Regions from separate parts of the Rattus norvegicus genome. Here regions 1 and 2 are each linked to region 3. The links are chromatin contacts, called in public Hi-C maps. All regions are on one chromosome and are shown on one strand. Each heading gives the region's core, a stretch centred on a gene start, on an enhancer-like site or on the middle of the called end of the contact. The rest is flanking DNA. Distances are from core to core; before and after follow the strand shown. Region 1 overlaps Wwox (WW domain-containing oxidoreductase). Region 2 has its middle 130 kb from the start of Dynlrb2. Region 3 holds the start of Maf (MAF bZIP transcription factor).

Region 1 (3,737 bases), core at 391-2,890, 930 kb before region 3:
CAGAATTGTGTTTCAGTAATACTATCATTTTCCCCTTCTTTGAACACTCAGAATTTATGAAATATGACCCAGTTTATCCTGAAACCTCTCTGTGAAACCAGGAGGTGGAAGAATGAATGCCAATCTCCAAACAGCAAGTGAAAGGCCCGTCATGGGGCTTATTGCTTTGTCCCAGATGTGTGAAGCTCCTGTCACCTCATTGGAAGGCTGGATCCAGCCCATTAGCTCCACCCCTACCCCCCACCCCTATCCTGTCACAGGCAGTGCTGGGGTATCGACTTTCCTAGCACATCTCAACTTGAGTTCTTAAGCCCAGCAGTTTAGAAACCAAACACACATTAATTAATATGAATAATGACTCAGACGAGTTGTAGGCCCCCAGAAGAAGAATGTATAAATGGACATATTTGCACATATGCTTTTGTGTCCAAAAGGAGATAAATGGTGTGTTGAACACAATCCCGTCTCCTCTGTGAAGGGCTATTATTGTCCCTGATTTTTTTTCCAACTCCCCCAAAAATAATAGGCCAGGAACATCTCACACAAGGCAGCTCTCCACCCCAATCACTAGAACTTCAAAGGTAAGAGATCTAAAAAAATAAAAAAAACACAGGCCTTATTTCTGAAAGCTCCTGGATTGTAAATGAAGTCTAATTATCTGCCTTCCCTGTGGCTGGAGTGAGGAAGCAGACAGAATATTGTGCACTTCTGTTTATATTATTTCTTTCTAAATGAAAACACTTGCCAAGCGTTCAAGGCAACTTCCGGCTGTGCCACACCTTATGTAAGTAGCCTGTTTTCTAGAAGGAAGGCAGCATCCTGCTAGGTAGGTCCTGTCCAGTGGCTCTCCTATCAGACCTGTACTGGATGAGAGCAACATAAATAAGCTTACACATCCTCCCAACACCTTCCCTGGAAAATCGTTTTTTAAGGACTTGGGATGGGCGCTTTTAACCTAGAAGCCAGTGACTAGGAAGCTAGATAACCCAGAGGATCACTGGCTGACAGAGTTCAGTAGCTTGCTGAAAATGGCGAGGCTTCTTTTTTGCTCCAGCCTAGGGAAGTTGCAGGTCCTGTGGTCAGCAACACCCTCCTTCCCAGTCCTGGACATTCCTTCCAGATCTTGCTAGCACACACAGCATGTAGACTGAAGGCTGGCAGGAGCCCCAAGCATTTGGCCAGGAAGAGGCAACTAATTCCAGCTGGCCCACGTGCTGCGCTTTAAAAATTACCCAGATGAACTGATTTTGTAGAGAGTGGTTAGAGAGGACTCCAGGGCTGTGGGGGTGGGAATCCGGGTGCAGATCCAGCTTTTCTTCAATCACGAGCAACATGATTGGGAGACAGACAAGGATTGGCTCTGTGGACCACATTACTTTGGTTGAATGCAAGAGACAAGAGATGGTCTTCCGGTAGGAAGGTTTACCCCTTCCAGACCCTCACACCACAGGGTCTGCTTGAGTATCATGTTAGTTTGTGCCTGAGAGGTATGTCTTCGCCAACAGCAGCTTCCCAGAGCCAGAAACAAGAGACTTCAAGTTTGGGGGCAGGAGCTTCTGTGGACGTGAAAAGACTGCCTCGGAACTGTAAGGCATCTCTCCAAACGTACTTGGCCTCCCTGCTCTCTAGTTCCCCGTGGACAACTGACAGGCCGGGTTCTCTTGGCCCAGTGCCCAAGTGAGTTCTTGGCACACATCAACATTGTATATCGCTTTTGCTTCAGAGGAAAGTCTGCTCAGTGACTTAGCTACTCTGTCAAGGCAGAAGTCTCTCTTCTGTACTCATAAAACTTCATTTTAACCTGAGAAAGAGAAGACCAAAATGAAACAGAAACTGAGTGTTCTCTCTTTTTTATTCTTTCCTCAGAGGAGGTGCTCAGAATCTCCTCAGTCCTACCCGAATGCCCTGAAACCAGTGAGACCATGTGTTTCACTGCCACACCTGTCTAGCTCCAGCAATGTCACATTCACCAGCTGGCTCCTGTTAGAAGCTAGGAGCTGAGTAATTATAATTTACCAGAGGCCTGTTTTATGGTAAGACTCGGGCCCTGTCTGTTCTATACCACTGTTGAACACAGAGGAGAAGCAAGATTCTTCTAACAAGGACAACGTGATCTCGGATGAAGAGGTCAGCCCTGATAGTATTGCTACCCATCCACCCAACAGTGAGCAAATGTATTGGCTGCACTAGTCCATGTGCTGATAAAAGAGAACATTAGTGATTTCTCCATGGTTGCTCTGTTTTTAAAGAAACAATTAATAGTAATAATGTCTAAATATAAATTCATTTTCTAAGGATCGGGGAGGTGGCTCAGGCGGTAAATTGCTTGCTGAATAAGCATGAGGACCTGAGTTCAGATCTCCAGAACCCCTTTAAGAAAGCTGAGCACTTTAGCTTAGTAACTTTAGCTTTGGGGATGTAGGGACAGATCCTAGGGTTCCTGTCAGCCAACTCAACTGAAATGCCACATCCTGATTCAAAGAGGTGGGGGGGTCATATAGAGAGAGTAGTAGGGGAAGATTCCTAATGTTGACTTCTAATCTCCACACTCAGATATGTGTGAGCATTACTTGCACACATGTACATACACACAATACAACACACACATACACATGCACACACACAAACACACACACACAAACACAAACACAAATATAAAACTATACTAAAGAAAAAAGCAAAGACTGGAGAGATGGTTCAGCATTAAGAGTACTTATTGCTTTTCTTTCAAAAGACCCAAATTTGGTTCCCAGCACCCATATTAGGCAGCACATAACCACCTGTAACTCTAGCTCCAGGAACTCTGACATCTTCTTCTGGTCTCTACAGGCATCTACACAGCACACACACACACACCACACGCCACACCACACATATACACATACACACCACACACACACAAAACATACACACACCACACATACACACATACACACCACACACACAAAACACACACACATGATAAAAAATAAATTAAAAATTTTGACCAAGCACTATAGATCTCATTTTAAATTCAAAGTATGAGTTATGCCGAGAAACCATGGGTGTTTATTTTAAGCAACTGACCATCAGGGCCACAGATAAACCTGGGAAAAGCAACAAACAAACCCTGCCTCTGACAAATGCCAGGGCACTCTGGTTCACATCTTGTAGATGTGTCACAGCTGTGCCCTCTCACGGGAGTGCTTTGGAAGATGGCTTGTGTGCTCAGCCCATCAGATGCTGTCTGTGATGTGAGGCTTTGCAGATCCATACAAACAGGCACCCAGCACGTTGCATCGAGTCTCTCAGCCTTGAGGAAACAGGCACATGGCATCCATGTTACAGACATCCTATCTGGGGCTGTACCCAGCATCCTGTTGGGTTCCTGCCCCTAGTGAAGCCTGCAAAAATGATGCCTCTTGATACATGCGGAAACGGCGTGTGATGTCATGGAATTGAGACACGATGCAAGGGGAAACACTCTGTGCTTCTGTGCATTGCTGCTGTGCTGCCGCTGCTCCTCTTGTGTGCTGCCTAGGGAGAGAGCAGTCCTGTACCCCAACTCAATGGATCAATTTTTGCCTCAGTAATGGTAGCGAATAATTCATAGCAAAGTTGCAATTTTTCTTTTAAAAGTATTTATTTAAATTTAAGCATGTGTACACGTGTCTATGTGTGAGTATATGCACGTGAGTATGGGTACCAGTGGAGGCGGCAGAGTCCCTGGACCTTGAGTTACAGGCCATTGTAAGCTG
Region 2 (3,780 bases), core at 1,190-3,689, 680 kb after region 3:
TGGTCTACCACCAAGCTTCTGTGATAAAGAAAGGGAAGGGAGGGGTGGAGAGATGGCTCAATGGCTAAGAGCGCTGACTGCACTTCCAGAGGTCCTGGGTTCAAGTCCCAGCACCCACATGGTGGCTCACAACCATCTGTAATGGGATCTTTTGCCTTCTTCTGGTGTCTGAAGAGAGTGACAGTGTACTCATATACATAAAATAAATAAAAATCTAAAAAAAAAAGGAGGGGAGGGGAAAGAGGAGGGGGAGGGAGGGAAAAGCCCATGGAGGATAACAGGGAGTAGTTGGGGATCAGGCAGAAGGGAAGTCTGACTGTGGTAGCCAAGCAGTTGCCTCTCCTCACACTGAACTCTTTTACTAAACAGCAAGTAGCAATCCTTACCCAAAGTCTGTCCCTTGATCAGTGCTCAAGAAATCTTTGCCGATAGAGGTAGAGTTGGGGCTCAAGACCGGAGTAAGGCATGCTGGCTCTGAGGAGAGTTCCACTGCGAAGACTTGGAGCCAAACCTAGACACATGGAGACTTTAAATAGGTGCCCAACTCAGAGCACCTGTCTTTCAGGTTCTCTGTCCTCTTAGCTCTAACAAACTACCTTACAGTGTGCTCAGCACCCTTTCCCTGAGGCCCAACACATGGCCTGAAACGGGATGGGTTTTCAATGACTATTTTTAATAATATTTTTAATGAATGAATACAGTCGAATGAAGCCCTTTACTTTGCAGTGGGTAAGCAGGGCCCAAACAAACAAACTGGAGGACTCGGCAGGGTTCTCCAGCTGAGGGCTGGCTGTCCTCACAATGCACACGTTTGGACATGTCTGAGGAGATGGCTCCATTGACCAAGTGTTTGCCGAACAAGCATGAGGACCCAAGTTCAATCCTCACCTCATGGAACACAAGGTGTAGGAACACTGCTCTGTAATCCTGGTTCAAATGGCTTCAGGCAGACAGGCAGGTCCCCTGGAGCTCACTGCCCAGCCAGCCTACCTGAACCCCAGGGTAAAGGGCTGGGGAGACAGCTCAGTAAGTAAAAAGTCCTCTGTGCAAGCATGGGGACCTGAGTTCTTCCTGTAGAAGCCAAGCAGGGTGGTATATATCGGTGACCCAGTACTACGTGGAGGAGAGAGACAGATGGATCCAGGAGGCTCATTGGCCAACTAGTCTCTTTCTGGTGTTTCTGCTGGATTCCATGAGGGATGTGGACCCCCAAAAGTTAAAAGGCAGATGGGGACTGGAGTAATGACTCAGCACTTTGAAACATTTACTTAATTGCTGTTCTTACAGAGAACCTGAGTTCAGTTCCTAGCACCCACATCAGGCATCTGAGGTAACTCTAGCTCCAGAGAATCCAACGCCCTCTTGTGGCCTCTGAAGATCCCTGCACTCACATGGCACACACACGTGTGTGCACAAACACACACATACACACACACACACACACATGCATGTACACATACACATAAATTATATATATACACACACACGACACATATACATAAATTATATATATATACACACATGCATGCATGTACACATACACATAAATTATATATATACACACACATGCGTGTACACATACACATAAATTATACACACACACACACACACACACACACCACGCACACACATTAGTAACAGAGGAAGATACTTAACGTCAATCTGACTTCCAGAAGCAGCAGAATGAATAAGCATGAGCACACACACATACACACACAAATTGTTGTTGTTGTTGTTGATGATGATAACGATGATGATGGTGACAGTAAAGTAGACAGCTCCCAGGGAACATCATTAGCGTATGGGACAAGAACCCAGAGTCATGCATGTATATACACACGATATATCCCATCTGTTCATTCACCCATCAAAATAAGTGCAGTAACAAGGAGACAATGCTAGGAGAAGACAAAGCAAGTCAACATATCAGCATGATTACCCCTCACTTCCTTCCTGAGTGCTTTCCTGGGCCCGCTTCAGCTGTACCAGCAGCTCTCCCAGGAGGCTGGGTATCTTCACAGATGGATTCACCACAGGCAAGCCTTTGGCAAGGGTTGACTTGTTCTCATCTAGGTTGACACCCTGACACTGGGTCTCTGGGCTAAAAGATACTCATCGGAAACATGAGGCACTTTCGGTGTAGTGAAGCGATGGTGCTCAGTTTACTTCAGCTCTGCGAGGCATCACTAGTAAACAGTACCTTGTTGTCTATCTACTTATCTACATACTTATCTATTGTTTATAATTTTTAAAAATAGAAACCAAAGGAAATATGCCCTAAGGGAGGCTCGGGGACTGCTGGGACCTTTGGAGCTTTGTGTGTGGGGTTCCAGGCAGGGCTTAAGGGGCCAAGTTGGGGGGCAGCAAATGCGCTCAGAGAGGCAAGAACAAAAGCCCAGAGGGATGACCTCACCCGGGTAACAAAGCTACAGGCTGGCCCTCTCTGAGGCTGCCTCAGTTTGGTGCCAGCTTTTGTGACTACAGCTTAACAGTTTACACGGGTGCTGTGCAAGAGCACTTTCATGTTCTTTAACTCATTTGATCCCTTAACTCCGGGCAGTCAGGCAGGACAGGACTTACTCAATCCCTTCAGCCAGAGGAGAAGACAGAAGTCCAGCTTGCAAATCACAGTGACCCGGGCAGGTCACCCACTCAAGCTCCTGACCATTCTGATATCCTGTGCCGACATTTTCCCTAGCTTCAAAATAAAATGACATGACTTGCTAACGCTCACTGAGAACTTGTTCGACAGCAAACAGACACGGCAACGTGCCATACGTTGATAACACCATGGCAGCAGCAAGCATTCATTTCCGTAGCTGTGGCGAATTACCAAAAAGATAGTAGCTTCCAAGAGAAAAGTGTGGGATTCCTAGAACCCAAAGATCTATCCTTAGTGATTCTGGGTCTTTCTGGAGGCTTCAGAGAAAACCGGTCCCTTCTCTTTTTGTTCTTTTTTTTGGCTTCTGGCATGTGTGACACATATTCCGGCAACATCACCCCAATCTTCTAAGAGCGTCTTGCCCGTCTTCGCACTCCCTTCTCCCTGAGCCTGAGGAATCTCCCTTGCTGATGTTTTTACAAGGTCCTTTTGAACATATCAGTCCACCAGTAACCCAAAACAATTCATTACCTTCTATCTTAAAACCCTTACTCACTCTACAAATATTCATTTTTCCAAATAAATGAAGAGTTGGGGGCACTATGGGTTGGGACCCATGCTTATTTAGAGAGGTTAGATTCAGACTATCACAAGTAAGTGATATTTTATGCCCTTTTTTCTCCCAGAAATAAGATACTGGGGCGAGGAGAGAGCACACAGGTCAGGGCATGCTGCCAATGCAAACACTGAACAAATCTGGGTGCTGGTGTCGCAGCTGACGACACTGCTCTCTTCACTTGCCATTGAGAGAGGAAATCTCACCAAAGAAACAAACTAAACGACAACTCTAAAAGAGCCATGCCCTTGTCCCCAGACCTAAGATTCACACTACCTGGTGGTGTGGGGTCCACAACATCAGCCTCAGTTCCAGACTCATCTCGCTCTGGATCAAAGTTAGCCATGTCTGGTGGGCTGTCTTCTAGATGGTTCTCCCCAGAACCATCTCCAGGTAGGCACAGCTGAACAACATATTGGCCTACTCCAGTAAGGTGCTTTGCCCAATAAAGCCTCAGAGAACAATCTCCATCCTGGCGGAAATGGCCTGGGAAGGGGCTGGAGATTCCAGGCTCCCCTAAGGAAGAGTGGCAATGCCCGAAATCCTATGGCCACCTTTAGAG
Region 3 (3,624 bases), core at 466-2,965:
ACATGAAGTATCCTGCTCAGATCTTTGACCCTTGTGCAAGTCCAGGGTATGTGTGGGGTAGGCGGTGTAAAAAGAGTAATAATAATAATAAAAAAGACCAAAACAACCAAGCTAGCAAGTTACAGGGGAATTCAGGTTGGCAATCCATGAGCCAGATACCCTTTCCCTCCCCAACTCAAAAGAGCCACCACCACCACCACAAGCTTGCTGTGTGTGTGTGTGTGTGTATGTGTGTGTGTGTGTGTGTGTGTGTGTGTGTGTGTGTGTGTGTGTGTGTGTGTGTGTGCGTGCAGGGCCAAGGGGAGCAAACTCGCCAGGGGAGGGGGCGAGGTGGTGGCGAGCGTGGCCCTGCAAACTGGCAAGCCCACTCAGGAGCCGGACCCCCACGGAGCATTTAACAAGGTGGCTAGCTGGGATCGCGTGTCACACTCACATGAAAAATTCGGGAGAGGAAGGGTTGTCGCTGCTCGAGCCGTTTTCTCGGAACCCGCTGCTCACCAACTTCTCGTATTTCTCCTTGTAGGCGTCCCTTTCGCGCACCAGCCTGGAGATCTCCTGCTTGAGGTGGTCGACCTGCTGCAGCAGCTGGTTCTTCTCCGACTCCAGGACGTGTCTCTGCTGCACCCTCTTGAAGCGGCAGGACTGGGCATAGCCGCGGTTTTTCAGGGTCCGCCTCTTCTGCTTCAGTCGGATCACCTCCTCCTTGCTGACCCCGCGCAGCTGCCGGTTCAGCTCACGCACCGACATGGTCACCAACTGCTCGTCCGAGAAGCGGTCGTCGAAGTGCAGGCCTCCCGCGGCATGGTGCGGGTGCAGGGCGCCCCCCGCCCCCGCCGTGCCCCCGCCGCCGCCGCCGCCGCCGCCCCCGGCGCTGGCCGGGCCACCGCCGCCCGCGCCACCCGCGCCGCTCGCAGAGGCGGACGCGCTACCCGCGGCTCCCGGGGCGCCGGCCGTCGGGTGGTGGTGGTGCCCCGTGGCGTGGTGGTGGTGGTGATGGTAGTGAGGTGCCCCGCCGCTCTGCGCGGCGGCCGCGGCGATCACGGCGGACACCACGGCGGCGGCGGGGCCCATCTCCTCGCCGCTGCCGCCCAGGGAGGCGCCGGCGCCGGCCCCCGCTGCCGCGGCCAGCTGCTGCGCTCCCCGCGCATAGCCATCGAAGCCACCCTGGAGCTGGTGGCTATTGCTGATGAGCGCCTCGACTGCGTCCTCCGGGCTGAAGCCCAGCGCCTCCGGGTTGAGCTGCTGCGGGTAGCCGGTCATCCAGTAGTAGTCTTCCAGGTGCGCCTTCTGTTCGCTGCCCGAGCCCGGGCTGGGCGCCGAGAAGCTGGGGGACGGGGGCACCGAGCTGCAGGGCGTGCTCATGGGGGTGGAGGACAGCGAGCCCCCGGCGATGAGACGGCCGCACTGGCTGATGATGCGGTCGGTCTCCACCGGTTCCTTTTTCACTTCAAACTTCATCAGATCGAAGTCATTAACATATTCCATGGCCAGGGGACTGGTGGGCAGGTCGGAATTGTTCATTGCCAGTTCTGAAGCCATCCTCCTGCCTCCGCCACCGCCGCCGCCGCTCCGCCAGATGGGCTGCAGGAGAGGGGCCAGCGGGCTGTGCTGGGTGGCCAGCGGGTGAGCCAGCTTGCCGGGCTAGGGCGCTTCTAGCTCGCGCGGCGGTGGCTGTGGCCCGAAAGCTCGAGCGTGCACACACCCCCCGCCCTGCCCGCAGCCCCCCGCGCCCGCCCTCCCTCCCCCCTGCTCACGCCAATGTGCTCTCTCTCTTTCTCTCTTGCTCTCTCTCTCTCTCTCCCGCTCGCCCCGGGCCCCCTCCTCGCCTGCTCGCCTCTCTGAGCTCCGATCCCGGGCGCTTCAGGCTCGGGAAGGTCCTCCGCGGCTGGCGGTGGCGGTGGTGATGACAGCGGCAGAGAGGATGCCGGAGGAGCCCGGCCCGGTGCGCGGCGTCCCCGGCTCGCCGCTCCGCTGCGCGCTTTGCATAAGGAGGGCTCGCCTAAGCCGGTCGGGGCTGCAGGCGGGGCGCGCGCGGCGGCTGCTCCGGGGTTGTGTGGCGCGGCGGGTGGCTGTCCCGGAGGCGCGGGCCTCCACACCGGGGTGGTTAACACTTCACGCTTCTCTCCTCTTCTGCCTGGCTCTTATGGTTACTATTATTATTTTCTTTTCTCTCTCCGGATCCCTCGCGTGCGCGCGCGCTCTCTCTTTCTCTCCTCACCCTCTCCCTCCGTGCAAAGTGCAAGACCGAGGTGCAGGCCGGCTGGAGGCAAGGGAGGGGGGAGTTTAGTTCTTTCTTGCCCTTTTTTTTTTCTTTTGGTTTTGGTTTTTCTTTTCTTTTCTTTCTTTCTTTCTTTTTTTGCTTTAAAGCAAAATGGCAAAGTCCTGGACCAAGGCAAGGCCGAGAGCAAAAGGGTGGGGGGAGAGGCCGAGCGGACAAGCAGCTCGAGCTACAGCTCCGAGATGAAAAAAGATTTTAAAGCCTCTGATCCAGCGAGAAGAGTTTAAAGCAATTGCTGAGTTTTATAGCACCCGTGACGTCAGGTTCAAATGGGAAATTGACTGGCACTCTCCGCCAATGGGAGGCGGCGAAAGCGGCAGCGATTAGCATAATAGTATAGAAACAAGGAAACTTTTCGGAGCTGTCAATCACAGCCCAATCAGCTGACTGTCAGCTGGGACAGGCTGGCTTAACCCTTGCGGCGCCGCTGCTGGGGCGCAGCCAGGGAGCAACATCCCCCACCACCGCCCCGTGCGAAGTTTAATGCACCAAGGGACAGAGTTTACTAAAAGGGCGGCTGGAATCCGATGGTAGGACCCGGGAGGAAGGTTTGCTTTCTTCAGAGTTTGAGAGAGGCCTGCCCGACTGAACCTCTGCTCTCACGCTGCAGCGAGCGATCCGCCAAGAACTCCCTGGTCCCCTGCTGGTCCCGCACCCTAACAAGGTGTATTCATTCGTCTTGCAGTTTTCGATCTTTGATTCACCCTCTGCATCCTTCGTGGCCGTTGAGGGGTGAGCCGAGTGCCTTTCTTCCCTGAATCGGACGCTCCGGGGGCCAACTTGACTCAACTCTTTGTCCCTCCGCAAGTGAGGTGATCAGATGGGGGCGCCAAGGGTGCGGGGACCCAGAATGCGCGCGGGGCTCACTGAGCGGTGCGCCTGCAGTGTTATTTTTTTGGATTTCGCGCGGGGAAGAAAGCCTGTATAACTCTTAAAAAACCAGGGGGCCTAAAGTGTGTAGGAACTAGCTGCCCCCTAGCATCCTCTATCATTGGAGGGACAGACAGAGCGACGGTGCCAGCAAGTTGATTCTGGGATGCTTTAAGCCTGAGCCTGGTTATCTCAGGCTCAGCCTTCAGGCTCAGGACTCTAGCCTGGAGTCTGGCTTCTGAGAATCATATTCAAATCATTTTCTCCTCTCTCCTTCCTTCTCTCTCTCTGCCCTCCGTGTCTCTCTTCTTTCCCCTTTCCAATCCACCACACTTTCCACTTGTGAAACCGGAATCCCGCTTGAGATGCCCCCAACATACACCCAGACCATACCATCCTCATATGAAATTTGAACCCTGTTTATCAGGGTCCGGAGCGCCCTTTGCACTCCCACCTCGCTTAATCATTTGGCATTT

The links. Hi-C and Micro-C count contacts between places; a contact is called where the count stands out from the background.
Region 1: a Hi-C map of kidney shows a contact between it and region 3, with 5 times the contacts expected there. The contact joins the enhancer-like site here to the promoter of Maf in region 3. A contact is called at or near these places in 9 of 12 Hi-C or Micro-C datasets (the A7r5 cell line, Schwann cells, frontal cortex and 5 more) and 1 of 1 datasets of contacts at active chromatin or transcription factors (oligodendrocytes).
Region 2: a contact with region 3 is called in a Hi-C map of Schwann cells, with 9 times the contacts expected there. The contact joins the enhancer-like site here to the promoter of Maf in region 3. A contact is called at or near these places in 5 of 12 Hi-C or Micro-C datasets (the A7r5 cell line, Schwann cells, kidney and 1 more) and 1 of 1 datasets of contacts at active chromatin or transcription factors (oligodendrocytes).

Annotation. Positions count from the first base shown.
Region 1 is chr19:59,689,236-59,692,972 of GRCr8, forward strand. The region is part of intron 8 of Wwox (WW domain-containing oxidoreductase); the gene reads left to right. Among named protein-coding and RNA genes, the nearest start is that of Trnal-cag16, 130 kb to the left of the region's middle. Within about 2 kb of position 1,641, at least 19 of the 93 cell types and tissues checked have an H3K27ac peak or open chromatin away from gene starts, as enhancers often do. A contact at or near this core is called in kidney and liver, where this site is marked.
Region 2 is chr19:61,296,217-61,299,996 of GRCr8, forward strand. No RefSeq gene overlaps it. Among named protein-coding and RNA genes, the nearest start is that of Dynlrb2, 130 kb to the right of the region's middle. Within about 2 kb of position 2,440, at least 2 of the 93 cell types and tissues checked have an H3K27ac peak or open chromatin away from gene starts, as enhancers often do. A contact at or near this core is called in Schwann cells, where this site is marked.
Region 3 is chr19:60,619,641-60,623,264 of GRCr8, forward strand. Maf (MAF bZIP transcription factor) reads right to left here and starts at 1,716. Exons shown (of 1, transcript NM_019318.2): 1 at 1-1,716. The coding sequence starts at 1,539. The coding sequence ends at 430.